4 separate regions of the Mus musculus genome follow, and regions 2, 3 and 4 are each linked to region 1. Evidence: chromatin contacts called from public promoter capture Hi-C data. All regions are on one chromosome and are shown on one strand. Each heading gives the region's core, a stretch centred on a gene start, on an enhancer-like site or on the middle of the called end of the contact. The rest is flanking DNA. Distances are from core to core; before and after follow the strand shown.

Region 1 (7,921 bases), core at 1,534-4,033:
GGTCCTGTCTTGAACAAACAAACCGAAACTACATGCAAGCAAGCAACCCAGGTGATGCACCCTACAATTCCAGCATCCATGGTGCAGAGAGGCAGGTGGTTCTCTGAGAACTGCAAGCCAGCCTAATCTACATAGCAAGTTCCAGGACAGCCAGGGCTCCACAGTGAGAGCTTGTCTCAAAACAAAAGAGCCAGGCAGTGGTGGCGCATGCCTTTAATCCCAGCACTTGGGAGGCAGAGCCAGGCGGATTTCTGAGTTCGAGGCCAGCCTGGTCTACAGAGTGAGTTCCCAGGAAAGCCAGGGATACACAGAGAAACCCTGTCTCACAAAACAAAACAAAGCAAAATAAAACACACACAAAAAAACAAAAACAACAAAAGGAAGCTGCAGAAGCAGGAGGGTCACGCCAACTTTGAAGCCAGCCTGGACCACAGAGTGAAAGCCTTCTCAAAACACACACACACACACACACACACACTTGCTGTTTGAGTATTACTTTTAAATTTCACTTTACTTTAAACTGTTTGCAGTGTTCCAGGCTTCCGGCTTTATGTAAATGTCTCTTCACTTCTCTTCAGTTCGTTTACTTTTCTTCCTCAACTATGAACTGTTCTCAGTGGTCAGTGCACACTCACTTTCCAGCCTATCTTCTTTCCTACAGAAAGCTTTACACCCTCTTCGATACCTTCATTAACTTCACTAGAACATTCAAAAGCCCAGTAAACGAAGTCCGAACCATTTCTCCAGAACTCTATAAATGTAAGGGGTTTCCTTCTTAATGGTTTAACAATAACGTAAAACTAAGTAATAACACAAACATGCCATAGAAACAAATTAAAATTGCCGATCAAAAAAATGACGCATGATCTAGACTGTAAAGACATTCTAAATCTTCACTCTCCAGTAGTTTATTTTTTTAACTTTAATCATTTTCTCTTTCACTTTTATATACTATAATTTCCACCTATGAATTCTGCTCAAATCTGACTACATACAAAACTAGTATTTATCCTTAAAAAGATAATTTCATTGCTAATCTGTGTAAAAAGAAACAAATGAGTTTTTTTCATAAGCCCGAAATAATGCCAGAATGTTATCATTTCAGATTCATTAGAATCGCTCGTTATTGGCTTTGAAATTAAAACGATTTTTCTAAAGAGTCGGGGAACTCTTTTTATAAAGACATTGCCCTGTCGCTCTTTGAAGATACCTAACACTGCTGAAATTTTAAGATGAATCATCAAAGTTGCAGCGAATGGCAAAAATGGCAATAGACACCTTACCAGAATTGCAAAGGAAAGCCATTCTACGATTCAGGTGAAACAACTAGATGTGATCGGTTCGGCTTTTTCCACTTCCTCTTATTAGAGCGCAGAAGCCAAGACTATACCATTACAAAGCCCCTGCTGCGAGAGAAGCCTCAAGCTCTCTGGCCGCTAGAGCACTCTATTGCACTCAGCCGGCCACGTGGCTGTCACAATCAGAAGACAGGAGAAAAGAGCACCAACTAACCTGGAAATAATTAACCGCTCACAGCGGAGTTGCAAGTAGGGGAAAAAAAAAAAAAGTCTGTCATTTCTCTGCACTTATGACTCCTCCCACCGCCACCCAAAAGGTGGAAAAAGGAAAGCTTTAAAGCAGAAACCAAGTGCAAGAAGATCTCGAGAGCGCGGCTTCCCAATGAAATTGCTACCCCCAACTCGCGTGAGGTGCGGCGGTGGGAACCCAGGCATTTTGCCGGAGGGCAGCCGGGGGCGGAGTTTGCAGTGCAAGACCGAGCACCGAGCACGTGGACTCCCTGCCCCTAACCTCCCCGGCTCGGCTTCGGGCTGCCGGGCACTGCACGCCGGCCGGCACCCAAGCTCAAGGCCGCGGACCACCGCGCACCCTCCCGGCCCGAGCGCCGGGCCGGAGGGCAGAAGTAACCTCGGCCCCGAAGGAGATGGCGAACAGGAAGTGCACATGTTGCAACGCCGAAACAGTCCAAGTCCCACCCCCACCCCACCCCACCCCACCCCCGGCCCGGGCCAGCCAGGCTTGGGGGCGCCTCCGGCCGCGAGAACCGGGCTGGGGTCGCCACCCCACATCGGGGCCCCGCGCCCGAAGTTTACGCGAGTCCTCCTGGGCACTACTTCTCCGGGCCCAGCCATCCCGCCCGGGCCGGGCCGGGCCCCGGACTGGGACTCCACGCCGCGCGCGTCCCGCTCGGATGGGAGCCGGAGCGGCGACGTGGCTGGCGCGGGCTCCCCGGGACTCTTAGAGCAGCAACTCCCGGGGTCGCAGGTTTCCGCCTGGGCGTCCTCTGCCCTCTGTGGCTCCGACTGCGCGACGCCCCCTCCGGTACGGTCATTACCTCGGGAGAAAACTCCTAACTCCTCACTCCCGGGGACCCGTGCTCGCCTCGGTTCCACACCCCCGGGGCAGCCCACGCTCTGCCGGAGCCGCGCGCCGGGTACACCCCCGCGCAGGGGCGCCAATTCTTCCCGGGACACAAAAATGTCCCGGCGCGTCACGGGACAGCCGCCTCCGCGCCCCCACGCCCAGCGCCGGCCGCACACGCTGCCTCCGCGCCGCGCCGCGCCGCGCGACCCCGGGGACTCACCGTCACTCAGCCGCCGCGAACCAGAGGCGAGGGCCGGGCCGGGCCAGACACAATATGGCAGAGCACCGCAGCTGCTCCCGTGGCTCCCAGCAGCCGCCTCCGGGACACCCAGGCGCGAGCAGGCAGTGGCAGCTGCGGTGGCGGCCGCCGCAGCACCACATCCCCCCCCCCCCCACCCCTCCCGCCTGCTCGCTTCCTCCCCTCCTCCCCGCCCCGCTGCCATGACAACGCGGCGCCAAGGCGCTTGGCCCCGCCCCTCCTTCCGTCCCGCCTCCCGCAGCCCGCCCTTGCCTCGTCCCGCCTCCTACCAGGGCGGCGGCCGCCCCTCCGAGCTGTCGTCCTGCAGGCGGGTGGGGGGGAAGGTGGCGTCCGGAAGGGTGGAGCGGGCTCGGAAGGCAAAGCGAGGGGACGCTGAGGTTTACGGAGCTGGGCGTGCAGGCGGGAAAATGAAAAGCCCTCGCCTGTCGCCCGGAAGGACCTATGGGAGGGCGACCGAGGCGCGGCGCGGCTGCTGAGTGGACGAGCTGGCGCGGGACGCGCGAGTGTCCGCCCGCGACGCGTGTGCTGGGGCTGCCGCGACGGCCCGAACAGCCCCTTGGCTTTGAAAGTGTGGGGACCGGGAAGCTTTCTTGAGAACAACGCTACCTTCTTCTGACTGAAGTGCCGTGGAAACTCTATGCAGAGCAGATTTTAGAGGGGAAATGGGGCTTTGGAATCAGATCCAAATTTTACTAAAGATTTTCTGAGACTCTGTCTCCCAAATTAAAAACCAGTAATAAAAGGCAACACAGCAACAACAAAAATGTACAGAGCTCTCACTAATTGCTGTGTACAGTAATAAGGACTTAATATGCATTGTACACGTATTGCCTACACTGTATTGCGGGTACAGTGCTGCTAGATAAAACGGGAGTGGCCAGTTAATTCTGAATTGCAGACAAATGTAGAATAATTTTTAATGTTAAGGACATTCCCTTCGGGGTATACTTTCTGGTTGCTTCATGTTTTAGTGAATCTGCCAACTCTACAATTTCAGGAATTCCCTTTACATAGAAGGAAACTGAAGCCTAGAAGTAGCCTATCAAACTGCCCTTGGCAGTGAAGGTTTATGTATCAGTACTGGGTAGGGTGAGGCTGGAGGAGTGCCAAGATTTAGAGGTCACCCTGGCCTTCATAAGAAGTTTCTGTCTCAGCTGCGCGGTGGTGGCGCGCGCCTTTCATCCCAGCACTCGGGAGGCAGAGGCAGGCGGATTTCTGAGTTCGAGGCCAGCCTGGTCTACAGAGTGAGTTCCAGGACAGCCAGGGCTACACAGAGAAACCCTGCCTCAGAAAAAAAAAAAAAAAAAAAAAAAAAAAGAAGTCTGTCTCAAAAGGAAAGCAGGGTATAGTGCCTCATTCCTGTAATCCTGGAACTTGGAAGGAGGACATAGGAGACTCAAATGTTTAAGGCCATCTACATAGGGAGAGAGAGAGAGAGAGGACTATTCCATTGAATTTCTAAAAGAAAACTATAGTTTGAGTTTACTGTTATCATTATGAACCTGGAAATTAAACCTTTCAATTTCTATACCCAGTTCTTTAAAAACCATGCTACTGATACCTGTTTCACACAGATATAAATGGATTAAGAGAAAGGGTCTCTAAAACGGAGACATTGCCCGTCTGCTTGCTCAACAAAGCTTCATTTGGTTCCTGATGAGGGGATGTTGACTATTCAATGTCTTTGCATATAAAATGACTGAAGCAGGCTATCTGCTCGCAGTAAAGTAGATGAGCTGTGAATATGGCAGAGATGCAGAGGAATTGTAGGCACCCCGATGTACAAGAACAAAGCCAGAAATATTTGATTCCCTCATTCCACAAACAACATTATTCGTATGATCCATGTAAGCTCGCCTACCAGTTCTATTTCATTTTGTTTTGTTTGTTTGTTTTCTTTTCAAAGTCCCGGAGAATCCCAGTTTTCTTCAGAGTACGAAATCTCAGGGCAAATGTAAGATGTGCTTCAGCGGAGGAGCAACATCTACTGCAAATCTCCTTACATAGCATCACTGTTGCCCCCCACTCATGTAGACAAATTAAAGAAGATACAGAAGAAAGAGCACGAGAAGGAAAGGAAGAGCAAGAAAAGTTGGCTTTTAAGAAACCAAGTTCAGCCAGGGGTGGTGCTCGCCTTGAATTCCAGCACGTGGGAGGCAGAGGCAGGCAGATCTCTGTGAGTTCAAACCCAGCCTGATCTACAGAGAGAGTCCCAGGACAGTCAGGGCTGCACAGAGAAACCCTGTCTCAAAACAAACAAACAAACAAACAATAACGACAAAAAGCAGCCACAACGTCAGTGTCTCAGCCAAGGTTATCTGCTAGCCTTTCACCTTCTGACAAAGATGGACTAATATTGCTAGTACAGTATTTGAAATACAGAATGAACTTATATTTTATGTAGTTCTTTCTCCCATTCATCATTGCATCTATTTTAAACTCAAGTAGCTAAATGCTCTTCCTGAACTCCGAAGGAATCATAAAATTTGAAAGCTGCAGATAGTTCAGAGATAAATCACCCCAGGAGCCAGCCTACCATAAAATAGATAAACTCAGAAAAAAATATACCTATCCAAGGTCAAGTAATGAATTTTCTGCATCTTCATTCATTAAGCCCTTTTGCTGGTCCCCTGCCGTGACTGACCACACCCAGACCACACTCAGACCACAAGCCTGGGCACCTTTGTCCAACCTCAACCTGTAAAGTTCAAGCGTTTTAGCAAATCCGCTCCACTTAGTTCAAAGTCTGGAGATTCTTGTATACCAAGAGGCTAATTTAGAGGACTTTGAACATCCACCAAGGAAAAGCTCTGATTAAAGATAATGGCGATCCAGAAGGGGCAGCTTTTCCCTTGAGTTTACAAGAGTAAGCAGTCTAAAAGAGCAAAACTTTACCTCTTAACAAAAAAACAGCCCCAGGTTTCAGATTTTGTGCAGCTTTATTCTTTCTTCAGAGTACTTCTGTTGTGTGATTTTGTGCCCTCGGGGGACATGGGCAAATACCTACTCACCCCAAATAGGGGACAAATACAAGCCATCAACGTACAACTTGTCGAACCAATGTGTTTTGTTGGAGTTTCTAACAGGAGTACAGGGGTAGGGAGGGTGTGTTAGTGGAGGAACAGAAATTACTCAAAGATCAGCATTACCAAAAGCCCACTCCAGCATGAGGACACCTCGTGAAAGTTGGAAACTGGGGACCCAGGGCACAACCTGCAAGTTGGAGATAGCCCTTTCTAAGCAGTTTAGTCAGTCTCTGCTCCTTCCAGGTAGTTTGGCTTATCTTTGGTTCTAGGAAGCTTGTTTGGTCTGATAGTGCCTCCCAGTAGTCCTTACTGCTTACATAAGCTTGGACTGGGAGGAGCCTAGTTCATCTGGTAAATTTCAGGGACTTCCTGAAACCTTTGTTAGTCTATTTCCCTATCTTACAAGCTTCCCCATGGGATGAAAGGAATTTTTTGCTTCCCTTTAAAATATTCTGCATCTTAATGAGCTTTCCTCCAAACTGGAATGTTTTTATTTTGGGGTAAACAGCTACACAACAGTTTTAAAGAAACTTACTCAGTATAGGTTTACAGGAAAACTAACACATTAGAAAATAAATTGTTGGAAAATACGTAATAAAAAAAATATTTAAAAAAAAAAAAAAGAAAAGAAATTGTTTAAGAATAGGCAAAAGAAGCCAGGCGTGGTGGCACACACCTTTAATCCCAGCTCTCAGGAGGCAGAGGCAGGCGGATTTCTGAGTTCGAGGCCAGCCTGGTCTACAGAGTGAGTTCCAGGACAGCCAGGACTACACAGAGAAACCCTGTCTCAGGGGAAAAAAAAAAAAAAAAAAAAAAGACAGAATAGGCAAAAGAGGAAGAGAAGAGGCAGGAAAGAGATACCAGACTTTGGGAAGGGGACAGTTGAGGCAAGATATGTAGATAGCTGAGGCCCAGTTTCAATCGTCCAATCCGTTTGGATCCTCTACCGGAGGATTTAATTTAGTGTGGCTTATAATTTGGATGTTAGTTGTTGTGCCCAGTGATTGAGTTATCATTGATTCTGAACTTGAAAAAGAAAAAAGAAAAAAAAAGTAGGCAAACATATTTGCAAGCGCTTGCAATCTGAGCACTCTGACAGGAAGGAGTGGGAAGGTTGCTCCGAGTTCCAAGTCAGCCTGTCTACAAAACAGGTTCCACAGTAACCTCGAATACAGAGTTCAGCCGTGTCTCAAAGATAAATTGGGGTACCAAGCGCGGCAGTGCACACCTTTAATCCCAGAAAGGAACCTAGCAAAACCCAACACTGCAGATTCATGGCTGTTTTTATTTGGAAAGTTGGATAGATAAGCTTGCTCAAGTTATCTAGTGGCAAGAAACAGAAATGCAAGCAAACTGGCTACATAAGAGATATCTGATACAAAAACAGGCAGGGATTACTTGAGAGTCAGCCCTGGTAAGCTCAGCTAGAGTTGCAAGAACTTGCTTCTTTCTCTCTTCTCTCTCTCCTTATCAGGTTAGTCTTGACATTTCTTTGTGAGCTTCCTTCACTCATGGGGATGGGTCTTTTTGCTCACTTATCTGATTCCATGTGGCCTAATCAAGCTGCCCCAAATAGCAGCATCCACATTCCATGTCTACCTAGCTAGACTGCTGAGCGACTAGCAGTCAATTCCTGACCGGTCTCAAGGACCAGCAGGAGTTGTAATGAGAAGGCTGTGTCGTCTAAGTACTTGCATACGGGGCTCAGCAAACTATTGTCCTAATAGCTAAATCCAGCCAGTTTCCTACAGTCTTTGATTTGCTTTGGGGGGGGGGGGGGGAGCATGTGTCACAGCACATGTATAGATATGAGGGAACAACTTGTACATGCAAGAGTCAGCTCTCTCTTACTATGACCTGAGTCCCAGGAACCAAACTCAGGTCAGCAGGCTCTTCAGCAAGCCTCTATGCACAAAGCCATCTCCCTGGCGTGTACTTGAAAGGTCAGTGGGTCATCGCTGAGTGTATGCATCTGCCTGTTGTCCAAGGGTATTTCCACATTACAGCGACATGGCTGGGTGATAGTGACAGAGAAACTACAGACCTTTACAGTACAAGTTGACCGAGTCCTGCATTAAGGCAGTCAGATGTAGAGATACAAGCACACTGAAAGACTCAGGGGGAAGGCAGTTTGGGCTCTCTCAGCTCTGAGGGAGAACAGCCCCCGCACTCCCTCTTTAGGGTCAGGATAGTGTCGGGGAAAGGCTGCTGAGAACGTATTCCGAGAGAGGAGCTATTTGAAAGTCCAAACGTG
Region 2 (7,921 bases), core at 1,422-3,921, 4.3 Mb after region 1:
TAGCTCCTCCTGCAGAGACGCTGACATTTCACATGTAATTGGTCTCAGAAGAAAACCATCCTGCACCACAGAAACACGGCTGTGCTGGAGTAGAGACCTGTACGCAGGGAGAGGGAAGTCAGGAGCTGTGTCCTTCCTGGCCATGAAGAGGAACAGAAATCCCCTGGGTGGTCTTAGAAACACTCAGCACCCTGGGGTCTGTGTGGCCCTGTAGTAATTACCTAGTTAGGCAGTGCAACCCACTGCTGATGAAAAATTGAAAACCTAACATTGTTTAGTTTGTTTTGGGCTTTGCTTTTAGTTTTCTGAGTCAGGCTTGCTATTTACACTAGGCTGGCCTCAAACTTGTGTTAATCCTCCTGCCTTTGCCTCCTGAGTGCCAGGATTCCAGGCATACACCACTATACCCAGCATTACACTACTTTAAGATCTAGTTGGTGAGAGGGGCTGGTGGTGACAACCTTGGGAGATTAATTCTGAACAGGACCCAACCTTCCCTCTCCCCTTCCATCTAAAATGAAATAAAAGCAGTTACATGACAATAAAACCATCTCACATTGGCAGGCATGCTGTCCCAAAGCATGTTTCAGAGCAGGCTTATGTTATCTCCAAGTCCATCCTACCAAGTCTGCCATTAGCTGGGACTTACCCCAGACTTGGATCTTGGCTGGCTGTGGCCAATCTGGGAGGACAGGAGGGATGGATGGCTCCACAGGTGGGCTTGTATCTGCAATCCTGCTAGCAGTAGCTAGGGGAACGACTGCTGCATGCTTTCCTGAGAGAAACCAGGAAAACCTTAGTCACAGCCTCATGCTTACATTTGGGGTCCTTTCAGCCACAGAACCCAGCAGTAATAGGGGCAAGAGCAACGTGGGTGGGAAGAGTGAAGCAGCCATCTTCCCTAAGTCACTACACTTGAGGGTCCTAAGATCTGGGTGGCCCCTTGCTCAGACCACAGCCAAAAGCCAGTTTGCTTTAATATATAAGATGGTGAGGGCTTTGTTCCTTTATAGGGGTATGGTCTCACTCTCACACTAAGCTGTGCAAGGCTAGCCTAAAACTCACCACAGTTTGTGATTAGTGCTAGGACTATAGGCATGAACCACCGTACCCAACCCACTCAGCACTACGTCCAAGACACTACAGTCTTCTGGCAGCCATTGGCTCTACCTACAGGGGCAGCATGCACTGCAGTGTGGCCAAATGCACCTGGACTCAGGAGCCTTTGAGTGACAGATCTACCTCCTTAGCTTCAAGGTTAACTGATACAGCCCAAGTGCACACTGGACTGGGTCAACCAGACAGGAAGAGCAACATGGGAAGGATGTAGTTGGTCAAGCAGCCTTCTCTGGCAACTACTGGGCCTTCCACCCAGGGCAACCCGGACTGCCAGCTGGGTGAATTCATGGGCCCAACTCCAGCTTTTGGCAGCCAGTATGAAGTGTAGGGATAAAGGGTTCTGGACCTGACCAGATGGGCCTCACGGGGTGGGGGTGGGGGTCGCTAGGTGTGTGGAGGTGTGTGTGTGTGAGACCCCTCTCAAAAAGAGCCAGGGGCCTTCTGGGACTGCTTTTTCCATGGAAAGCTGGTAGGAGTTGCACTAAAGGCAACCGAATGAGGACCTCTTTCCCCCAACCTGGGTGGTGGTTCAGCAATCACCGCCTCGCCTCCGGCAGCTCACACAAAGCTTAGATTCAATGCCGCGCCTCCCACAGCAGAAGGAGGAAGGTTGCAGGATTCGACAGGCCAAGGCTGTACAGGCGGGAAGCCTTGGCTAGGAGCTGCACCCACATCCCCGAGAGGAGGCCAGGCCAACCAGCAGGCACAAAGGTGAAGGAAGTGACTTCCTCTATGTCCACACTGCTCCTCCGACTTCCCTCTAGTCCCCTGGAATAGGCTTTCCCGCCCCGGACACCCCGCGCCACTCGGCGCCTTTGGCCCAGGCTCAAGGTCTTGTGATGTGATTAGCAAAGCCAGCGCCTTGTCCTCAGACACTCGGCTCTGCCCCACAGGCCGCAGCGCTCAAGTCCTGTTTACTGAGCCTGGGCGGGGAGAGGGGCGGAGAAACGCGCCAATGCTCCTCCAGGCTGGCCGCTCCCGCCCCCACCCCTACTGCGTCTCCACGTGCAGCCGGGCCGGAGCTGCCACCTACGGGACAGGCCGCGACCCCCGTTCCTAGTCCCAAGCAACTTGGCCAAGCGCACCATTGCTGTTTTGCTGTTCCCGCGCGCGGAGCAAAAACTAGGATGGGAGATAAAAGCTGCGCCAGTCGGCCCAGCCGGATCGGGCGAGGAAAGGCACGTCCCGGGTAGCCCCGTCCTGGGCAGATAGAACGTGTACGTGCTTTCCAACGTTATACTCGTAGAGGCGGAGGAGAGCGAGGTATTCCCGCCGCCGCCACCCAGCAGGACCCAAGGGGGCCGCACGCCCCACGCCGCTCGGGACGCCCAGGCTGCCCGCCCCTCCCCTCCCCTCTCCTCCCCTCCCCCGAAGGGGAAAAATTGGCGGCGACCAATGAGAAGCCGAGAAGGAGCCTGACGTCCGCGGGCTGGCGGGCGGCGTTGCCTGGAGACCCCGGCCGGTCAGCGTTCAGTCCCCTCCCCCGGTGCGCTTTGCCCCGCCGCCGCGCCGCTCCGGGGCTGTATAAAGGGCGCACGCTCTCAGGTCTCCGAGTTCCACCAGTCCGCGAGCTGCCGACGGCTCGGGCGGGGGGCGGGCCGGGGCGCCGAGCTGCGCTCTCGCTTCTCCTCTGCCCCCCACTCCGCGCCACGGCCTCCCGCCGCCGCTTCCTCGGCCGCACAAGCACAACTTTCCGTCCCTCCTTGGCCCTCGCCCGTTATTCATCTTGGTTCGAGTCTCGCCGTACCGAGGGCACCTCCCAACCTCCACGCTTGCAATTTCGACCATTACAGGACCCAGAAAAATGTCGACCACACTTCTGTCACCCTTCTACGATATCGACTTCTTGTGCAAGGTAAGCAGGCAGCCGGAAAGGATGGCGGACGGCCTGGAACCCTTTGGAGTTCCGAGACTTGCCGCCGGGCCGGGCCGAGGCGGGAGGGACCCTTCCAAGTTGACTTTGCGGGTGGAGGGAAGTCCTGGAGTTAGCAGGACTGTGTGCTTGCGACTGTGGGCGTGGAGAGAGCGAGTAGCGGCTGGAGCAGCCGTGCTCCTCCCGAACCGACCGCGGCCACGCTGCCGGGACTTCCCGGACAGCGTTTGCGCCGCCCACCCCGTGGCCACGGGCCCAGGATCACATGGCTAGACCCGGAGCGGCCGGGGTGGGCGTCCTCCACTCTCTCCGGCCTGCGTTTTGCGAGTGTAGCGGTGGAGGCTGAATCGGATCCCACCAGAAACCCCAACAAGTGGGCAGTTGGGACTAGGGCGTTCACTCTGCAGTTAGCCCCGACTCTCTTCCCCATCCGATTTTCATCCCGCTCCCGCTCCCCTCCCTTTGGCAGACGGAGAAATCCCTGGCAAACCTCAATCTGAACAACATGCTGGACAAGAAGGCGGTAGGGACGCCCGTGGCTGCTGCCCCCAGCTCGAGCTTCACTCCGGGCTTCCTGCGACGCCACTCCGCCAGCAACCTCCACGCGCTTGCCCACCCTGTGCCCAGTCCGGGCAGCTGCTCGCCGAAGTTCCCGGGCGCCCCTAACGGCGGCGGCAGCAGCTGTGGCCCCGCAGGCGGAGGCGGTCTGGCCTCCTACGGCCAGCTCAAGGAGCCTTCGGGGGGCAGCGGCACGGCGCTGGTCACCAAGGAGAGCAAATTTCGGGACCGCTCGTTCAGCGAGAACGGGGAGCGCAGCCAGCACCTCCTGCACCTGCAGCAGCAGCAGAAGGGGGGCAGCGGCTCCCAGATCAACTCCACGCGCTACAAGACGGAGCTGTGCCGGCCCTTCGAGGAGAGCGGCACGTGCAAGTACGGCGAGAAGTGCCAGTTCGCGCACGGCTTCCACGAGCTGCGCAGCCTCACCCGGCACCCCAAGTACAAGACAGAGCTGTGCCGCACCTTCCACACCATCGGCTTCTGCCCCTACGGCCCGCGCTGCCACTTCATCCACAACGCGGACGAGCGGCGGCCCGCGCCGTCGGGGGGCGGCGGCGCCTCCGGGGACCTGCGAGCGTTTGGCGCACGCGACGCGCTACACCTAGGCTTCGCCCGCGAGCCGCGGCCCAAGCTGCATCACAGCCTCAGTTTCTCCGGCTTCCCGTCGGGCCACCACCAGCCGCCGGGGGGCCTGGAGTCGCCGCTGCTGCTCGACAGCCCCACATCGCGCACGCCGCCGCCGCCCTCCTCCTCGGCCTCGTCCTGTTCCTCCTCGGCTTCTTCCTGCTCTTCCGCCTCGGCGGCCTCCACGCCCTCGGGCGCCCCGACGTGCTGCGCCACGGCGGCGGCGGCCGCGCTGCTCTACGGCCCCGGGGGCGCGGAGGACCTGCTGAGCCCCGGAGCGCCGTGCGCCTCCTGCTCGTCCTCCGGCGCTAACAACGCCTTCGCTTTCGGCCCGGAGCTGAGCAGCCTCATCACGCCGCTCGCCATCCAGACCCACAACTTCGCCGCCGCGGCCGCCGCCGCCTACTACCGCAACCAGCAGCAGGGCCTGACCGGTCCCGCGCCACCCCCGGCACAGCCCCCCGCGGCCCCCGCGCCGCCCTCCCCGCCCTTCGGCTTCCAGCTGCCGCGCCGTCTGTCCGAGTCGCCCGTGTTCGACGCGCCCCCCAGCCCCCCGGACTCGCTCTCGGACCGCGACAGCTACCTGAGCGGCTCGCTGAGCTCCGGCAGCCTCAGCGGCTCCGAGTCCCCCAGCCTGGACCCTGGCCGTCGCCTACCCATCTTCAGCCGCCTCTCCATCTCCGACGACTGAGGCAAGGGGGCGCCCGCGAGGGGTTGGGAAAGGCACAGCGGGGGCCACCGGTTGGGGAGGGCGACACTGCGGCAGACTTGGAGGCCCCTCCGAGCACTTGGACTCGAACTCTGCCGGAAGGGGCCCCGCCCCTACCCTTTCGGTTCTCTCGTTTTTTTTGTTTTTTATTATTATTTTTATTATTATTATTATTGTAAAGATTCGTTCTTGTTGATAAAAGCCAACGAACTTTTTCGTATGGATGAACAAAATATTCACAACAGGGCGGTTGTGATGCGGAAAGAACAAAAGATACCAAACACTTAGGTCTCAGATGAGTTTGAAACTCTAGTTTTAGAAGAAAAAAATCAGCCCAGCACCAGCAGCTACCAACCACCATTCCATCTCTTCTTTCACTCGAAAGCCTTAGAAACAGTCCAGATGTGAGAACTCTTGGAAGGGGTTCCAAGACCAGTGTGAGCCAGCCGGCTGCCACCTCCCTAAACTATAAGCTTCTAGAACTCAAAATAATGCCAGGAACATGCCTTGATTCGAGTCGCTCGCTCTCAGCCTCCTTTGTGGTGGTTGTTTACCTTGTTTTTGTTTTTTAGACAAAGTTCTGTATGTCTGGGGGTGGGGAAGCCCTTGCATTCCAAAGTTTGATAACGGGCTCATTGCCACCACGTAGTGTGGGTGTTTAGCTTAGAACCATTTCCTCTGCTCTCTGGAAGCTATGGGCAGAGCTCAGTTCATAGTTGTTGGGAAATAAGTGCTTCATTTTTAGTTGTTCTGAGTTGATCCGCACCACTGCACCACAACTCAATATGAAAAACTATTTAACTTATTTATTATCTTGTGAAAAGTATACATTGAGGATGTTGTCCATACTGTATTTATCGAGTATGATGAAAGCAATAGATATATATTCTTTTATTATGTTAAATTATAATTGCCATTATTAATCGGCAAAATGTGGAGTGTGTTCTTTTCACAGTAATATATGCCTTTTGTAACTTCACTTGGTTATTTTATTGTAAATGAGTAAGAAAAATCTTAATTTAAGAGATTGTATGTAATATTTATTTCATTAATTTCTTTCCTTGTTTACGTAAATTTCGAAAGATCGCATGAAGAAACCATGCAATCTTGATGCTGTGGAAGTGGTTTGAGGAACATTTTGAGGTTTTCTTAGAATGTATAATGGTTGTAGCCCATCCAACTTTAAAGAGAGAAAGGTGAGACTGCAGTCAGGCTCACGTGTGGCTTGCTTCTCTACATCCAGCTTTATAAACCACCAGCTCTACTGTGACATTGATTATAGAGACATGTAGCAATAATGGGGGAAATGGTCTCAGTGCCTTCATAGGGCCCGAACTTGCCTTAAATCTTTCTCAACCAGATAAGTATTTCATTCGTGCTTGAGAATTTGAATGTCGGACGGGTTCACCTGCACAAAAAGAAAAGATTTTTTACCACTTTTTTTTTACTATAGCTATGAAGTGAAGAGGCCACATCTTAGCGCTGAAATGTTGGTGGTACATGAATATGCCTTGTTCAATGACAGTCCAAAAACTTGTACTATTATTTTTCAATGTAAAGAGGCAGGAATGTCTCCGGCTTTCCTGGATGGCAGATAAATGAGCAGTTGTTTAGTTTGTATGTAGGTACAGTTGGAGCACCGCGTGTGCACTCTGGACTACTTTGACAGAAGTAGGTTTTTGAATGTAACAAGATTAAGTCAACTTGAGTTGTAATATATTTTGGGGAATCAGTTCACTACAAATTGTGACTGTAAACATTGTACTGTAAATGTTTTGTAGTTTCCCCCAATAAAATTTTTTGGAAAAAAACTCTTTGAGTAATGGTTGGGGGGGGGGGTTGTTTGTTTTTAAACTAGGTCTCCTGGCCGGGGCAAGTCTGGGAAGGGGTGTGTTCAGGAGGTGGGGAGCTGGCAGTTCTGGATAGAGCCTGCATCCACTTGTACCTGTGTTTGTTTTCAACTGAAAGTAATTATTTGGCTGTCAAGGGCATTTGTTAGCTGTTCCCTTTGGTAATAAGATGCATCCCTGTGTTGGCTGACTGGTTGATGGCAGGGCCTGGCGGGAGACCGCGAGGGGTGTGGCCGGCCTGTGAGTCACCCAGTGATCACGTGGATGCTCTGGCTGCTGAAGGTCCGATTTTTCCCCAGTATGCCTGACCTGGGCTTGTAGCCTGGACAGGGAGGTCTGGGCCAGGCGTTGGTAGCTGGGCTCGGGTTTTGCTTGGACTTTGGGAGGCTGGGGGCATGTCCTTCAGAGAGGGAGGGAGGAAGATGAAGCCGGTTAAACTTCTATCTGGGTGATGTTTGTTTACACAGACAACTTCCTCTGGGAATAAGCACATTCAGGCTATTTATGCAAAAGGAAGAGGCCAGAAAGCAACTTCATCCGGGCTTCTACCGAAGGCAGGCAAGCCGCCCTCAGTTTGCCTGCCTCCAAAGCTTAGGAAGTAAAATCGTTTGTGCTTTTGGGGTTTTTTTGTTGTTTTTACCCTGCTCGTTTTAAAACAATCTTTTAAACTCAGAAGAGTTAGGTTTTCCTACCCCACCCCCATACACAGTTCAGACACCTTTTCCAAAGTAGGCAAGAGTTTGGGTTCTATCAACCAATCCTTGCCCGGCTCTGGTTGGTTGCCCCTGCCTTGGCCAGGGTCTCCTGTGACTCACAGCTGGGGGGTGGACTGGGGGCCCTGTCTGAGGGATGCTCCAAGCTGGGCAGCTGTTTCCAGTTAAGGAAGATGGAGCTGGTGCTCACTGGAGCAGACTTTTTTTTTTTTTTTTTTTTTTTTTTTTTTTTGCGGGGGTGGGGGTGGGGTGCTTGCTTTCGAAGTTGTCCCAGATGTTTGGCCTTGGGGGGTTGGAGGGAGCCGGAGGCCAAGAAGGCCTGGGGCTGGGTGAAGCCCCTGCAGCTCCGTGGCCTCCAGGCCATAAAGAATGCAGCCCGCGGAGGAAATGGCCCCACAGTGGAGCTATTTAGGCCCGGCTTTCATTTCAAAGACCTTGTTTCCACTTCATTCTCAAATTATTTTTCTAAACAAGT
Region 3 (7,921 bases), core at 1,475-3,974, 3.6 Mb after region 1:
CTCTAGTATCAGTAATTCGGGGGTTACAACATGGCCTTGTTGGAGTAGGTGTGGGCTTAAGACCCTCATCCTAGCTGCCTGGAAATCAGTTTTCCACTAGCAGCCTTCAGTCTTCAGATGAAGATGTAGAACTCTCAGCTTTGCCTGCAGTATGCCGCCTGAATCCTGCCATGCTCCCACCTTGATGATAATGGACTGAACCTCTGAACCTGTAAGCCAGCCCCAAATATATGTTTTCCTTTATAAGACTTGCCTTGGTCATGGTGTCTCTTCACCATGCAGTAAAACCCTCACTAAGACTCTTCACATTCCCGCCTGCCACTATGATGTTCTGCTCAAATGAGGCAGGCAAAGGAAACATCGACCAAGACCTCTGAAAATGTGAACAAAAATAGACCTCTCCTCCTTGGAAGCTGTTCACTGGGCCACTGTGTCACAGTTACAAGTAGCTAACACAGGCTGGTGTGGCGATGGGGTGTCGGCTGGCAGGTTACTTTGCTGGTTGTTGTGGTAGAATACCTGAAAGGAACAGTGAAAGGGAGGAAGGAGCTGTTTCAGCTCATGCTTTGAGAAGGAATAGAATCATGGAGGGAGGCCTGGCTGCATCACATTGCATCTCTAGCTGGAAGAGAGAGATGAGCTACTGGGGCTGCACTTGCTTTGTCTTTTTATCCACTCTGGGACTCCAGCCCATGGAACGCGCGCGCGCACACACACACACACACACACACACACACACACACACACCACACTCATAACACACACACACACCCTACACTCATAACACACACACCCCACATACATACCCCACACATAAACCCCACACTCACACACACATACCACACACAAACCTCACACTCACATACACACACCACACTCATAACACACACACACACATGCACTCAAACACACACACACACCACACTCATAACACACACACCCCACATACATACCCCACACATAAACCCCACACTCACACACACATACCACACACAAACCTCACACTCACATACACACACCACACTCATAACACACACACACCCACACACACACACATTCACAGACATACTCAGGGTGGGTTTCTCACCTAAAACCCTAACACCAAGGAGGCTTCCCAAAAGCCCGTCCCCAAGGCGACTGATTCTGAGTTCCATCATGCTGACAATTAAGAGCACACTTCACAACCGAGGAGTAGAGTTTTAGGAGTAAACCCTTAGAAAGTCCATCATCATAATTACTTCCACCAACCTCGTTTCACATTTGCATCCAGAGCCCTAGCCTTCCTTGGGTGTGGCAAATGCCTGGACTCTCTGCATTCTGCTGGTAGGTTCGTTTCCCAGCAACCACCACAGCAGCTTGTATCTGTCTCTAACTGCACTCCCAGGACATCTGAAGCCCTCTCCTGACCTTCAAGGGCACCAGGCACACTTGTGGTTACACACATACATGCAGGCAAAACACTCATACACATAATAAAATAAATATATTTTTTTAAAAAAGCAAATGATTTTGCGTCACACCTACACTCAGTGGGACCCAGTGGTGTCATTCACATTCAGGGTGGGTCTTGCCACTTCAACTAATCCAATGTAAAAACTCCCTCACTGGCTTAAAGTCTGGTTTCCAAGGTGATAGTAAATCCTATCAAGATTAATCACCACAGACCGTAACCTACCTTAATCTTTTATTTATATCACAATTCTTATGTTTCTTTAGATGTACGGAATTTTGTCTAAATTGAGATCCCCCCCCCCATGTTGTATTCCCAGCATTCCAAATAGTGCCTGACACAAAATATGTGCTCAATAAATAGTACTAATGCTGAATGAGAGAATGAATTATATTCTATCATAGTGCTCTATAGTAACTCAGAGTAACTTCATCTTGCAGGGCGGTATTAGCTTCTCCAAAAGAAAGCTAAGCCAAGTTAACTCTGAACGTATATCCATTCAATAAATGCTCAAAGCACGAAGTGTCTTCAACTGATCACGAGCTTCCGCCATAAAAGAGGCTGCATTCTCATTCTGGGCACTCTGAAGTTTGTTGGCTAGCAGAAGAAACAGCCACATGGGAAAACTTGCAGAGGGAGAATTTGACTGTTCACTTGGTAGCAGTCAAGGAATAACTAAGTAGAGTGGAAACCTGTTCCCGGGTTCACACGAGTGCACAGGGAACCCTTTCAGTATGCGAGCTCTGTGAGGGCAAGAACTTGTTTTCCTAGCTCCAGACCTATCCTCAGACAATTGCACCACTCACTACCTTAGTTGCTTAGTGCATTAACTGGAAGGAGCGGGGCACTGAGAAAAAGAAACTTCAACCTTGACATTTAAAATTATACGACCTTTATTAGAATCCATTGATTTCATGAAGCGAGGCACTTAGGATGAGTTCTGTATATTTATCTACCCCATCCCCAGTCACACAAATAGCATGTAGCTAACCTGGAGGTCCACAGCCTCCCAGTTCTCTTCGTCAAGCTTTTCTCTGGCCGCCGTTTCTGAGAGCTACGGCAGGAACTACGTCACTGAGCAGCTAGGGCAGCGGCTCGGTAGCAACCGAGGCGCAAGGCTGGAACGTCGTAGGCACCCCGGGATCTGCACGGTCGGCCCTTCCCAGCAACCCTCGGTGTCGCTCCTAGTTGGCCCCCCACAAGCCCTTGCGCGCGCATGGGCGGAGCCGACCTCTAGTGGGCTCTACCAACTTCAAAGTGGAGGGGTGTTGTCGCCAGGCTCGCTGAGAGCCGGGGCGCTGGACAAGGGAACAGGGACACTGTGAACGGAAGACAAAAAACAATGTATAGTAAAACAGAAGGCGGATCCAGGGTATCCCGCGAACTCGGCTTGCCTCTCCCGTGAGCCTTGGCGGGGATCTGCCTCCTCCTCCGCTGGACGCCCTCGGTCCTTAGTTTGTCCCACTAGGGGCGACCGGGTCGTCACGTGCTCCTCCAGGTCCTCTGCAGGAGCGTGCATCCTATCCTGCCTTGGGTACGCTGAGCCATGGCAGCCCTGCTGAGACCCGCGCGTTGGCTGCTCGGGGCCGCGGCGGCCCCGCGCCTCCCGCTGTCCCTGCGCCTCCCTGCGGGCGTCCCGGGCCGGCTGTCCTCCGTCGTCCGGGTCGCGGCTGTTGGTAGCCGGCCGGCTGCAGGGTGAGTACCGGACCCTTCCTCCTGACTGGCTGCGGTGGACGGGCTGGTGTCCTGCTCGTTTGCTCCAATTCCGTGGTCCCGGCTTCTCAGGCATGAGGCCACCCCCTCCCCCATGCTTTGCCAGTGGTTTGGGGTGACAAGGTTGAGAGTCTTGAGAAGGTCATGGTCGAGGGCATGGCTGGCTTCCGGCTTGCTGCTTGAGGTCTCTGCCTGCTCTAGCTTTGGAAAGGCCCGTGAAGCTCAATGGCTTTGGGGGAGTGGATGGGGCTGAGGTGGGGACAGGCGTTGTGCCTTTCCTTAGGAGTACCCTTCCTGGGTGCTCTCGCACGCTGGTGACCAGTAACCTGCTAGTCTGTAGTCTTACGAGGCTTTGGTTTTTCATTTTCTTTTTCTTGGGATTGGGGTTTGAAGTTCTAGTGATCTAGGGATAGTTTAGAACTTGACATTTGATCATGGCCAGTTCGGGTTTTTGCTTGCGTTGTGCTGAGTGGAATTTTCCTTCAGTATTTACACAGATGTCATGGGTTGGAGATTGTCACACTAGAATGGATTAAAGGACGCGTGCAAGGTGCTCTGTTGGGATCTATGTACCTACTGCAAAAACAAGTTAAGTTCCTAGTTAGTGTCATGTATTTTTGTGAGTATATGCCTTTCTGGATTGAGGTTATAGGGAAACAAGTATGTTCACTTAAAGAACATAGATATTCTTGACAACTGATAAAGGAAGGTTGGGTGCTTAGGTTTTAGTACCGGAAAGAAATTGACAGTTGTACACCCCACACTAGAACTTTGGGGTCTAGCAAACAGACTTAGGAAGTATGATCTGGAGTGGGGAGCCATGGACTGAGGGTGCTTTGGCTTATTTGCATTAGGCTATTGGACAAATCACTCAGCAGCCCAGGCCTTAAGTTTCTTTAGGTACACAGGTGGACACCGTATAAGGTTAGGACTATTTCATGAGATACAGGGCTTGATGTATATTATAATAACACTGTAATAGAAGTAACTGTCTTCACGGGCCAGCCCGGCACGGCGTATAACTAGATAGATGAAGGAAATGCTTCATGATGTCTGAACAACTTGGTTGTCTTTGGAGAGATGCTTATTTGTAAGTTAGGGTCTTGCCTCTATTTTTGTGGTAGGCTTGAACAGTGAAATCATGCCCTAACTTTCATGTCTTCTGAGACAGCAGTGCTGGTTCCTTTAGCTTTCCTCTAGTGACTAGAATCTAGTCCTTCACCCGAGGCCCCTCGGGGCCAGGGCTAGTGCTGCTACAGTGCAGGCATTGATGTTTGCTGTTGGGTTTGGCAGAAACTGAACACATTTTAGTGACACATCTGTGTGTTCATCAGACCCGGGTTCCACTTCCTCGCTGCATACTCGGATGGACCTTTGACCAAGCTCCCCTGGTTCTGACTTGTCTGTAAGGGAGGGCATTGGGTGTCTTTGTAAAGCTTGTTCAGTCATTCAGCATCCGGGTGTCTCTTCAGAAGCTGTCTCTCCCACGATCCGAAAAACTGGCTGCATGGGGTCAGCCAGCATGGTGGCTCATCAAGAAAAGGTACTTTCTCTGCAAGCCTGGTGACCTTTGTTTGATTGCAGGACCCACATGGAAGGAGAGAACGGCTCCCACAACTTGTCTGTGACCTCCACAGTATCCATGCACATACAAAAGATAAATGGAAGAAAAGCTGTAAGCAGTAACATGACTATGCCGGGGTGACCCACGCACGTGTTTCCCCACACGCGTGTTTCCCCGTAGAGAGGAAACTGCTCAAGCATAGTACGTGGTCTTGTTAACGCGTGTTAGGTCATGGCAGCCAGTGAAGTAGTATTTGTTCTCTTTCTCTGGACTTTGAACACTTTCCGGCCAGTCTCCTATCCCACAGCTTCTAAGCCTGTGTGGAAAACACAACCTTTCTCAGGATTCTATTTATTCTAGAAGCGTCCCACTTGCTCTCTTTCTTGCCCATGGTTTCCTGTCTCCTTTGCTAGCTTCTCATTCCCTGTCGCACACTGTTTTCACACTGCACCTGAGGCTTCGTTCCATTTCTTACTTTTTTTTTTTTTGATACAGTATCTGTATATAGATACCTGGCTGTTTTGGGACTTAAACTCACAGAGAACGACCTGTTTCTGCCTTCCAAGTGCTGGAATAAAATGTGTGTACCATATGACCAGAATCTTAACTATTTAGAAAAAAAATATTCTTTCTGTTGTATGTGTTTGTGTGTGTGGTGCCTTCAGAAGGTGTCGAGGCCCCTGGAGTTGTACTGACGTGGGTTCTGGGTACTGAACTTGGGTCACTTGGCAGGAAGTGTTCTTAACTGCTGAGCCACCTCCCCAGCCCCATTTACATTTTTTAAATCATAGAACTCATGCTCCTTGAGGAATAATAATCTTCCTTAACTGTCACCCAGAGAGAGCTGGTGTCATACCGTTAGTGTTTCCAAAAGTCATTTATGAATGTGTGGCTGTGTGTTGGTTTTCCTTGAGTTTTGCTGGAGACATGGTAGTTATCAAGTGTGTTCGGGGCTTGAGTCTCTGACAGAGTCTGCCTCTCTTCCTCTTCTTTTCAGGATGCCCCTTTTCTGGCACCAGGAAGGCACTGTCAGTTCTGCTTCTCAGGATTGTTTTGCGCCTGCCTTCTTGCTGCTGTGCCCGTGTTGTACATTAGATGCTCACGTGCTTAGAGGCTTGGCCGCAGCGGCTCCTGCCTCCTCACTCGTGTGTCCTCCTTGTAGCTGACCCTTTCATCTCCAGCGCCTTAGGCACTGCTTGCCCCTCTAGCCTGGCAGCTGCATTGCTTTTCCTGGAGGTGGATCGTCAGTTGGATAGCTCCTTGCCCAGCGACAGGTACTTCAAACCCAACACGTCTTGAATGGAACACAGCTGTGAGTGTTGCCTTTTCTGTTACTCAGAAAGAGCCCACGCGTGTTTGTGCTTTGTTGTTGTTTTGTTTATTTTCCCACATACATCTTGTTGTCCCCTTTCATTAACAAATGATAAAATCCTGGGAGCTCTTCTTCATCTGGAATGGGTGCCTCCTCTCTGGTGCCCCCATCATCCTTTCCCCAGGGTTCCTGGAGAAGTGGCCATGTCATTTCTGTTTCCAGAGCCACGGCCCGACAGCTGCTCTCACAGGTGTTTTGGAAACTGGAGTGGTCTCACGCCTTCTGTCTTTCCATGTAAGCTGTTATCCCTGCCATAGCTAAAATGATCATGTGAACATGTGGAGACTGACGTTGGAGACCTGGCCAGGGTCTAGGACCCTGCTTGTCTTAGCAAGCCTGCGGACGACAGAGGTGCTGTTGGGCTGGTCATGAGGGCTTTACTGGACCAAGATGTCCAGCTCTCTGCTTTTGAATGTGGTGTTCATTCTCCTGTGCTGAGAATTCGCTCCCACTGCAGACCTTTTCCAGCCGCCTCTGCCATCTGTCCCTTAAGTCCTGGTACACACATAACCACCAGATGCTGTTACGTGTGACACTGTAGACCTGTTGTTAGGCCTTAAAGGACTTCTCTTACTATGTTACCTCCCTTGAGGTCTAATTGTGTTCATGGAGTAGGTGTCAAACATTCAACAAACAAGTAGATATTGAGAGGGGTAGCATGAGATGAAGATTGAAAAGAGCACTTAGCCCCTCTGTGCTGCAGCGTGATGCTGTGGTGTGTGGTCCTGGGGTGTGGTGCTGCTGCACTGTGGCCCTGCGGTGCGTGGTCCTGGGGTGTGCTGGTCCTGGGGTGTGTTGTCCTGGGGTATGGTGCTGCTGCACTGTGGTCCTGGGGTGTGCTGGTCCTGGGGTGTGCTGGTCCTGGGGTGTGCTGGTCCTGGGGTGTGCTGGTCCTGGGGTATGCTGGTCCTGGGGTGTGCTGGTCCTGGGGTGTGCTGGTGCTGCGCCATGGTGCTGCGTGTTCACCCTGGTTTTGTTTTCCAGCTCTGCTGTTCTGAGTTGGACACATAGGCATTATTGAGTGAAGTTGTTAGAATTGCTCGATCGGTTTTCACAGTCAAAGCACCCAGGAATATGCACCTCTGTATATTTCTTGCTCTCCAGTTTCCCTTTTAGTATTTTTTTTCTTCTCTCCTTTTTAAAAGCCAATTCTTCCAATTTTTACCTTCTCCGTGAAGAGGGTCAGGAGGGCTTTGCTCTCTCCTGCTGTTTCTCCCCTTGGCTACTCCTATTTCTCCTGAGATTTTTAGAGTCATCTTCATGTCCACCTTCCAGAGGAAAGCTAAACCTGTAATCTTGAAGCTAAGTCTGTATGGAGGTGCACCTAGCTAGATGCTTGTGGCCCAGAGGTGAACATGATGCTGCCATTGGAAGAGAAGAAAACGTTCTATTTTTACCAAACATTTTGGAAAGCTTTCAATAGTTTTTAAGAGTCTGAGGCTTCGGGCTTGTAAATCCCGGGACTAAGCCTCTGCTCTCTGTACACAGGCTCGTGAGGCTATGGCAGGCAGTCCCATTTATGGCGTTACAACCTCATAAGAAGAACTCAATACTTGGTTGGTAATTCCAAAAAGGGGGCAGTCACATTTGTTTTTGGGAAGGAGACCGTCCATCTGCCATTTGTCCTTTAGTCCGACTGAGCGTGTGTGAGTTCTCATATGTGTATGGGCGCGTGTGCCACAGAGGACAGCTTTCAGCTTTCTCCTTCCCCCGTGTGGATCTGGGAGAGACCTCAAGAACCAGACTAAGGCAAGTGCCTCTAGCCACTGAGCCACCCATCTCCCAGGCCCCAGAGGGAGCCAGACATGCACTGTGCGTTCAG
Region 4 (7,921 bases), core at 2,237-4,736, 3.5 Mb after region 1:
AAAGAAAGATTCTAACTTTCAAGGCTACTTTTTCTCATCTAATCAACCTATGAATCAACTGCTCTTAGAAGCACAACCTTTAGACAATATCCCACTCCTCTGGATGACATATACTCTTAGGGGACTTAATAGTTATGTGACTACTAACATAAAACTGTGTATTGACATGAGCATCCTAGGAACTAAAAAGGCTCTCCCTTACTCCTGAAGTCTTCACAGACACCAGACACACAACGGGTGCTGAAGCTCTGCCCACCATTTACAAGACTCACCATACCAAGTTCAAGAAAAGTGGACAAATACCAACTAAAATATGAAAGCTCAAGTGACAACATACATGAGCATCCGTGAACACAAGGTACCAGGCAGAAACTGTCTTAGGAAGTTATGAGAGAAAATGCAACCATTAAACAAGCAAAAACAAAGACTTAAAGCTTCAGAAGAGAGCGTTCAGGAGCTGACGAGCAATTAGAGCACTTGCTGCTCTTTTGGAAGACCTGGGTTCAGCTCCCCAAGCCAAAATGGCAGCTCACAGCTGGCTGGAACTGGTTCCAGGAGAGCTCCTGCCCTCGCTCCCTCTTGGCCTCCACTACTAGCACCAGGCACTCACGTGGTGGTGCAAGTGGGTCATTTACACATTGTAAGCAAACACTCATGAAACAAATATAAAAAAATAACTTTTTAAAATATGAAAAGAGAGGGGAGACAAGAATGGTGATACACTATAATCCTAAGAATCTGAGGCAGGAGGATCACTTTGGGACCAGCCTAAGTAAGTAAGACCAAGGTCAGCCTGAGTCCCATTTTGCGATCCTGTCTCAAAGAAAAAAACAAAAAACCTCTAACAATTGGGGGTGGGGGTGGGGGGACGGTATTTCGGATGTGTGTGGAGAGGATTGCCCCACTAAATAATAAACAGTAACAAAAATTAAGTTCTTACGACAGCACACACTCTGTCCATTTGTAAGGACCACAAAAGCATTTTTTTAAAGAAAAAAAAAATCACTAGCTGGGTGTGGTAGTACAGACCTTCAAGGCACTTGGAGACCAGAGAATCTCTGTGAGTTCAAGGCCAGTGTGGTCTACACATCGAGTTCCACACCAGCCGGGGTTATATAATCAGCTCCCTATGCCCTGGTCTCAAAATAAATAAAAGATTATCCTTTAAATATTATTGCAAGTGAAGTCTACACTGGGAAAATTCTATAATAGTCAGAATAACCTCCATACTCAGAGATGATGTATTTCAAAGGCAACCTACAAAAGGAACACTGTAATTGCACAACAGAGAAAGTAAATGAAGTAGTATCTATGAACATGTAGGGGCCATCGCGCAGAACACACTGTGACTTATACCCTCTTCACTGGACAACCTACCACTTCTCCATCCAGGCAGTAGGCTCAACATAAAGAGTTCCTGTGCTAATCCCACAGTAAGCTTCAGTTAACTCTCACATCACAGGAGCTATAAACGTTTGTTAACAGAAAAAGAATGTTTTTCCCAAAATAGCCGCATAACATGAAGACAACCCAAATTCCCTAATAATCCCTTTATAAGACTCCTGCCAGTTTTATTTTGATACATTAAACATGTGGGGCCTATTTTAAAAGTTCTGTGTGACTTACCAAAACAACTTCTTAGTTGTTTTTAAGTTTCCAAGTTGTTTTTAGAAGCGCTTGAATACTGATGAATTTGGGCAGCTATCAAATCCTTAAGAGGCAATTTTTTGCCAAATAAGATGGGCAAACGTCCTAGAGGTGCTAAAACTGGTATTAGAGGTCATGCAACTTTTTTAAAAAATGAAGAAATGGCTCTAACATTCACCAAGCCCTTCATTTATATAAGTTTATTTCAGGGTTCTTTTCAGCTATGCTTAATGATACTTTCTTTCCTTAAAGGCTTTTAAAGATAAAAAGTAATGACCGATCACATAATACTGTCCAGTCTATTCTTAATGGAATTCATGTAAACTTGAGATGGAGTTCATAGTAATTTCATTTAAGAAGCCCATTGTTAAGCACGACACCCGAAATTTTCGGACCGTGGTTGGTGGGCAACACACAGACACGAACCCCCGAGTCTGGCTAAGAGGAGCAAGACAAACGGTTTAAAGCACAGGAGGGGGAAGGAGGCCCGGAGAGGCACAGACAGAAAAACCAGAAAGATTTCACAAGAAAGGAGAGCGGAGCGCAGGGGAGGGCAGAAAGCGACCGGGAGAGAGAGCCACACCGAAAGGTGTTTTCCGGAGCGGCGGGCAGGACTGGGTGAGCCGCGGCCTTGGGGTGGCCCGCGCGCCCATGGGCGCTGCCTGCACGCCGCGGCGCGAGGGGAAGCAGCGGACTTCCACGCGCCCCGGCAAACTACTCCCTCGCCGCGCCGCGCCCCGCGAAGCCTCGCGCGCAAGCGGAGGCGGCGGCGGCAGCCCAGGCCCTGGGCCTAGCCCGGTGCTCCGAGAGCAGGCTGGACGGACGGACGGCCGTTCCCCCACTCGGCTGGGCGCAAAGCGGCCTTACCTGGGGCGAAGGTAGAAAGGGAGGTCTCGCGGGCTCGCCCGCCGCACAGCCGCCCGCGGCCCCCGGCTTTCTCCCGAGACGCGACACCGCCTCCGCCGCCGCTTCGCCCTCGGGGGCTCGGCCACCGCCGCCGCCCGAGCTGTTTACACCGTCCGGCCCCTCACACCGCCGCCGCCGCCTTCTCTCCAACCCAGAGCCGCTGCCGACTCGGCCGCCGCCACCTCCTCCGCCGCAGCCTGATCTCTCTGGAGCATCTTCCAGCCACCGGACACGGAGAAACAGAGACTCCAGCCGCGCCGGCAGGAAACTCCCCCGCAACTGCCAGGGGGGACCAGGCGGTCAGAGCACCAGCGGCTTTTCCGCCATTGAGCAGCGGCCGCTCCGCTCCTTCTGCAACCCCCCTCCCCTCCCCGCACCGCCGTCTTTCCCCGCCCCTCCTCGGGCTCCGCCCCCCAAGGGCACCCATTGGGACGCCGCGTGTGTCACCGCTGCCCTCGGTTTGCTGAGAAGCCTGTCAATCTACGTTCTCCCGCCCAACCTGGCCCCTAGTATCTTCTGTGCTTCTCTTTCCCCGCCCACACGGCCCCGCCTCTGAGTCTTTAATTTCTCATTGGGCGTCAGTGCCCACCTTAATTGGCAAGGTCAACTATCCATCACACACCGCCCACCAGTGAGGCCCAACCCTTCATTACCATTTACTTTATTCAGCCCCACCTCCGCCTTGCCCTAACTCCTGACGTCACCGACCTGCCCACCCTAGTAGCCATAGGTAGAGTCCTCCGTCAGTCAAATTACGCCCCAACTCGAAGACCGATATCCTTTTCTGATTGGTTCAAATGGCGGCCTGATCCTCCGACTATTGGCTTCCTCTACTTGTCCGTCAAGAAACCAATTTCCAAGTCCGTCACTTCGGCTTTTTTTAAATGAACGCGCAAAAGTATCCTAAAAGGGATTGGCTAGTATTCGTAGATGGCCAAGCCCCGAGTCTGCGGACCCTGCAGTTCTGACCTCTACACTTCGCGGAGAACGAACACCATAAAGAAACCAACGGGCAGTCCAGTTATAGGTGGAAATTGGTCCCACCCGGAGTGGAGAGAGCCGGCTTCTGATTGGCCAGAGAAGTGCCCCTAGACCCTCATTGGAAGAAGTGGCCGCCTCTCTTTGGCATAGAGCTGTGAAGGAAGAGCTCAGAAAGGTTCGAGAAAGGGCCTGGAGAGAGGCGTTGTTTTGCTTCAACTACGGGTGGGGCGCACGCGAGAGTGCAAAACTGGGCGCGTAGGGCTCTGGGGAGGTGATGCAGGGAGGGAAAGAGCCCGGATGTTCCCTAACAATGAAATCATCTCTGACCAATCAGAGCCTCATTGTTGGGATACCTGCATGACCTGTCTCCAGCAGGGGAGAGTGGGCGGGAAGTTGAGAAGGCTGAAAAGCCACTTGAGAAAATGGGACAGGAGATCCCTTCGGGATGATTTTGCAATGGTTCAGATTGTTCGTTCTTCTTATTTACCTCGACCTCCTGCCTTCCAGCCCTTGGCAGTTCCGTGTTTTGTTTCTGAGTCTGATTTTTAAAACTCCTGTCTAGGCTCTTGACATTCACTAGGTCATTCCTCTCTTAAAGAGCACCTGCATTTTGCTAAGCGTGGTAGGTAGAACTGGAGATACAAAAGTAAGGCAGGCAGTCCCAGACTGGGAATGGTAGGTAATCATTGAACGTCTGCAAAGGGTAATGATGACATAAAGGAGTCTCCCTCTGGGTATGATTACTCGGAAGGCTTCACAAAGGCCGGGAGAAAACGGTCATCTAGTAACCACATTGAGCTAGAAAGTGAACCAGGTTAATTCTTCCAGATCAAAGTGTAATGGGGCACTTAAGCGCTCACCTGAAGAGTTTTTAAACTCGCTCAAGTCTTTGAAAGACGTTTTCGATCTTATTCATACTTAGGTATAAGTTAGTTGGGACAACTTAGGTTTAGACCGACCTAAGGGAGTGCAAATTCAGCTTTGAAAAGAAGGACATATTTCTGAAGCAATTTCCAAAGTGAAACTGGCGGAAATAAACATTTGGTTGCAATTCAGATTTCTCTGGAACTTCAAGTTTAAGAACTCTGTCTTAAGGTTTCTATTGGGACCATGAAACACCATGGCAACCAAAAAGCAACTTGAGTAGAAAAGGGTTTATTGGACTTACACTGTAGCCCATCACTGAAGGAAGCCGAACAAGAACTCAAACCTGCAGATAAGAGTTGATGGAGAGGTTACTAGCTTGTTCACATGGCCCGCTCAGCCCACTTATAGAATCCAGGACCACCAGCTCAGGATGGCATCGCACACAATGGGCTGCCCCCACCCACCCCCACCACCCCCATCAATCACTACTTAAGAAAATGTTCTACAGGCTAGCCCACAGCCAGCTCTTAGGAATGAAAGTTTGTCTCCTCTCAGATGTCTCTAGCTTGTGTCAAGTTGTCATTAGAATGTAGCCAGCACACATGGTGTTTTTTCAGGATAGTGGGCAAACAGGTTCCTAAAATTAGAATCACCTGAGGTTCCAAGCTACATTCATGCCTACAAAATCCAGAGCTCACTCTGGGGAGAAAGCTCACTACAATACAATTTTATTTCATTTATTGTGATTCTGGAGATTGAACTTCGAAAGATAATTTTTAAAAGTAGTCTTTGGGTGCTAGATTTTTTTGTTTTGTTTTGGTTTTGGTTGTTTGGTCAGTTGACTGTTTGTTTGGTTGGTTGATTTGGTTTGGTTTGGCACACCAATTCTTAGACCCAGTGACTGAGAATTGGAGACAGCCATAAAAATTTCTTTCTCTGATTTTGCATACTGTAGGTGAGCTTCAATAAAGAAAAGAAAGTAAGCCCACTTTAGCTCTGACTACCCCTTCAAGGGGCTTCATTATGGAATCAAGAAGGGTTTAATTACATTTAGTGTTTGTGTGTGTGTGTGTGTGTGTGTGTGTGTGTGTGTGTGTGTTTGCAGTGGAGGTCTGAGGGCAATTAGTTCTTGCCATCCTGTAGGGTCCCAGAGTACAACTGAGGCTATTAGACTTGATTATAATCTCCTATCCCTGCAGAGCCATCTTCGACAGCCTGGGAATTATTTAAATGACTTACACAATATATTTTTTAAATCACACCTTTGCTTGGGACACCTTATATTAGAAGATTGAAGTACGGGACCTCACCTTCCAAAATAAGGATCAACATGCTAAAGATCAACAAATAAGGGCTCTTGGATTCCCTTGCCTCGAGAACCCAGGCAACCACAGACAGACATCAGAGCCCTGTCTCGCACTGCTTGATTTCCTCTTGATCTCCTTTGGCAGACACTCAAATGCAATATGAGATTCAGTGATGTAACTAGGCTGCGGATTGTATACAACTCACTCTTTAATCACTAAAAGTAAGAAAACATAACTGAGGTTTTGTTGTTTGTTTGTTTGTTTTATGTCTAAGACTACAATGAGATCACAGACGAAAAAACCATTAGGTTAACTTTCTGAATTACTGAAGCTTAGCAACAAACCCTTAAAGAAGCCCCCAAAGGATTCACAAGGTTAAACGGCGGTATGTGTCGTGGTAGATAGGGGATATGTCACACACAATCAGCACCGTCACAATGGTTCTGCAACAGCTTGGTACTCTGGTGACTACACCCTGAGCCTTGGTTTGCCCGACCATAATGCCTTTCTTTAGAGCCACATAAAGAGCAGTAGAGCCGGGCGGTGGTGGCGCACACCTTTAATCCCAGCACTCGGGAGGCAGAGGCAGGGGGATCTCTGAGTTCAAGCCCAGCCTGGTCTACAGAATGAGTTCCAGGACAGCCTGGGCTACACAGCGAAACCCTGTCTCAAAAAAAAAAAAAAAAAATTGAGACAATGCTAAGTATAAGGTAGAAAATTGTCCTGATTAGGATGCTCGTTTTCTTTATGCTGAGCTGGGGTCACTTTTGTTTGTCTTGAGACAGGGTTTATTGTTTTTGTTGTTGTTATTGTTTTTATGTAGCCCTGGCTGTCCTGGAACTCACTATGTAGACCTCACTGACCTCAAATTCACCAAGATCGCCGGGCGGTGGTGGCACACGCCTTTAATCCCAGCACTTGGGGGGCAGAGACAGGCGGATTTCTGAGTTCGAGGCCAGCCTGGTCTACAAAGTGAGTTCCAGGACAGCCAAGACTATACAGAGAAACCCTGTCTCGAAAAACCAAAAAAAAAGAAAAAATTCACCAAGATCCATGTTGAGTTTTTAAACCCCCAGAAGAAACAGCTGAGGTTCGCCTATTCAACATATCAAAGAGGACCTGGCCTCCAGGTTCTCCCAGCATCCCTCAGTCCTTGCCTGTTACAGGTGTGACTGGCATACCCTGCCCTCTACCCGGAACTCATCAGCCCAGGCACTGGGCTGCCCTTCCCCTAGGAGCTTTTCCCTGTATAATCCTGACATTTGGTACCTGCCCCTTTTGTGCCTCTCACCCCTTTGGCCTCCTGGCTGCTCTTGGCTCCCCTCTCACCATCTCTCCTTACTAGGGTCACGGTCACGACCACTGTTGACTCTCCTAGACGTGTCTGCCTCTGGCTATGCTCTCCCAGGTACTATAATAAACTTTCTCCCCCACCACACCCAGCAGCAGTCATGGCCTTTCCTTTCCGCCTTTCCTTTTTCTTTCTTTCTTTCCCCATTCAATCTACCTCCTGGGTGCTGGCATGAGAAGCACACACACACCACCGCTCCAGCTCTGGTTTTTTGGTTTTTTTTTTTTTTTTCACAATAAGACATCAGGGCTAGGAAGATGGTTTTGGTCATAAAGAGCTTGCCTTGAAAGCACTACAGTCTGGTTTCCATTCCCAGAACTTAAATAATAAAAAGCTGAGTTTGGTAGCATAGGACTGTATCCAAGCGTGTGTGTGTGTGTGTGTGTGTGTGTGTGTGTGAGAGAGAGAGAGAGACACAGGATCACTGACCAACCAGCCTAGCCTAACAGAGGTGCTTCAGACCATGAGAGACCTGATTCTTAAGAAACAGTACCCTAACCCCACCCCCTATTACACACATGCTCTTGCACAGGCATGAACATAAAATATCAGATAATCACATTTCCAACACATCTGGATGGTCTGTAAGTTCATCCTGAGCACAGTGCTTCCAATGCCACACAATGTTTTCAGATTTTAAATGGGGCACAGTGCATAGCAGTACCTAATCGAAGTCTACGTTGCAATGGGAATCTTCATATGTTCTTCATTAAGAACCTCTTACCTATTTGCTATGCCCATTTGTGTTCCTGTTTCATATAAATTACCAAACTTCCTTGAAGTACTTTGGTGTCGAACTCCGGGTACCCTGATTTGGGTTACATAGAAATACTGGGTTGAACATAATCCTCACAGATGATAA

The links. Promoter capture Hi-C pulls out the DNA fragments that hold promoters and counts their contacts.
Region 2: a contact with region 1 is called in a promoter capture Hi-C map of pre-B cells, with 7 times the contacts expected there. The contact joins the promoter of Zfp36l2 here to the promoter of Foxn2 in region 1.
Region 3: a promoter capture Hi-C map of pre-B cells shows a contact between it and region 1, with 5 times the contacts expected there. The contact joins the promoter of Lrpprc here to the promoter of Foxn2 in region 1. A contact is called at or near these places in 2 of 39 promoter capture datasets (liver and pre-B cells) and 1 of 484 Hi-C or Micro-C datasets (pre-B cells).
Region 4: a contact with region 1 is called in a promoter capture Hi-C map of pre-B cells, with 6 times the contacts expected there. The contact joins the promoter of 1110020A21Rik here to the promoter of Foxn2 in region 1. A contact is called at or near these places in 3 of 39 promoter capture datasets (the HPC-7 cell line, liver and pre-B cells).

Annotation. Positions count from the first base shown.
Region 1 is chr17:88,435,566-88,443,486 of GRCm38.p6, reverse strand. Foxn2 (forkhead box N2) reads right to left here and starts at 2,783. Exons shown (of 6, transcript NM_180974.5): 1 at 2,603-2,783.
Region 2 is chr17:84,182,697-84,190,617 of GRCm38.p6, reverse strand. Zfp36l2 (zinc finger protein 36, C3H type-like 2) reads left to right here and starts at 2,671. Exons shown (of 2, transcript NM_001001806.2): 1 at 2,671-2,974; 2 at 3,462-6,694. The coding sequence starts at 2,924. The coding sequence ends at 4,865. It overlaps Thada (thyroid adenoma associated), which reads left to right. Exons shown (of 38, transcript NM_183021.3): 38 at 1-562. It overlaps Gm41640 (predicted gene, 41640), which reads left to right and starts at 7,687. Exons shown (of 6, transcript NR_166901.1): 1 at 7,687-7,921. It also overlaps a transcript of Gm36279 not described here. RefSeq lists an enhancer at 6,818-7,921.
Region 3 is chr17:84,785,589-84,793,509 of GRCm38.p6, reverse strand. It overlaps Lrpprc (leucine-rich PPR-motif containing), which reads left to right and starts at 2,724. Exons shown (of 38, transcript NM_028233.2): 1 at 2,724-3,145. The coding sequence starts at 2,997.
Region 4 is chr17:84,952,988-84,960,908 of GRCm38.p6, reverse strand. 1110020A21Rik (RIKEN cDNA 1110020A21 gene) reads left to right here and starts at 3,486. Exons shown (of 4, transcript NR_027929.1): 1 at 3,486-3,709. It overlaps Ppm1b (protein phosphatase 1B, magnesium dependent, beta isoform), which reads right to left and starts at 2,908. Exons shown (of 6, transcript NM_001159496.1): 1 at 2,515-2,908.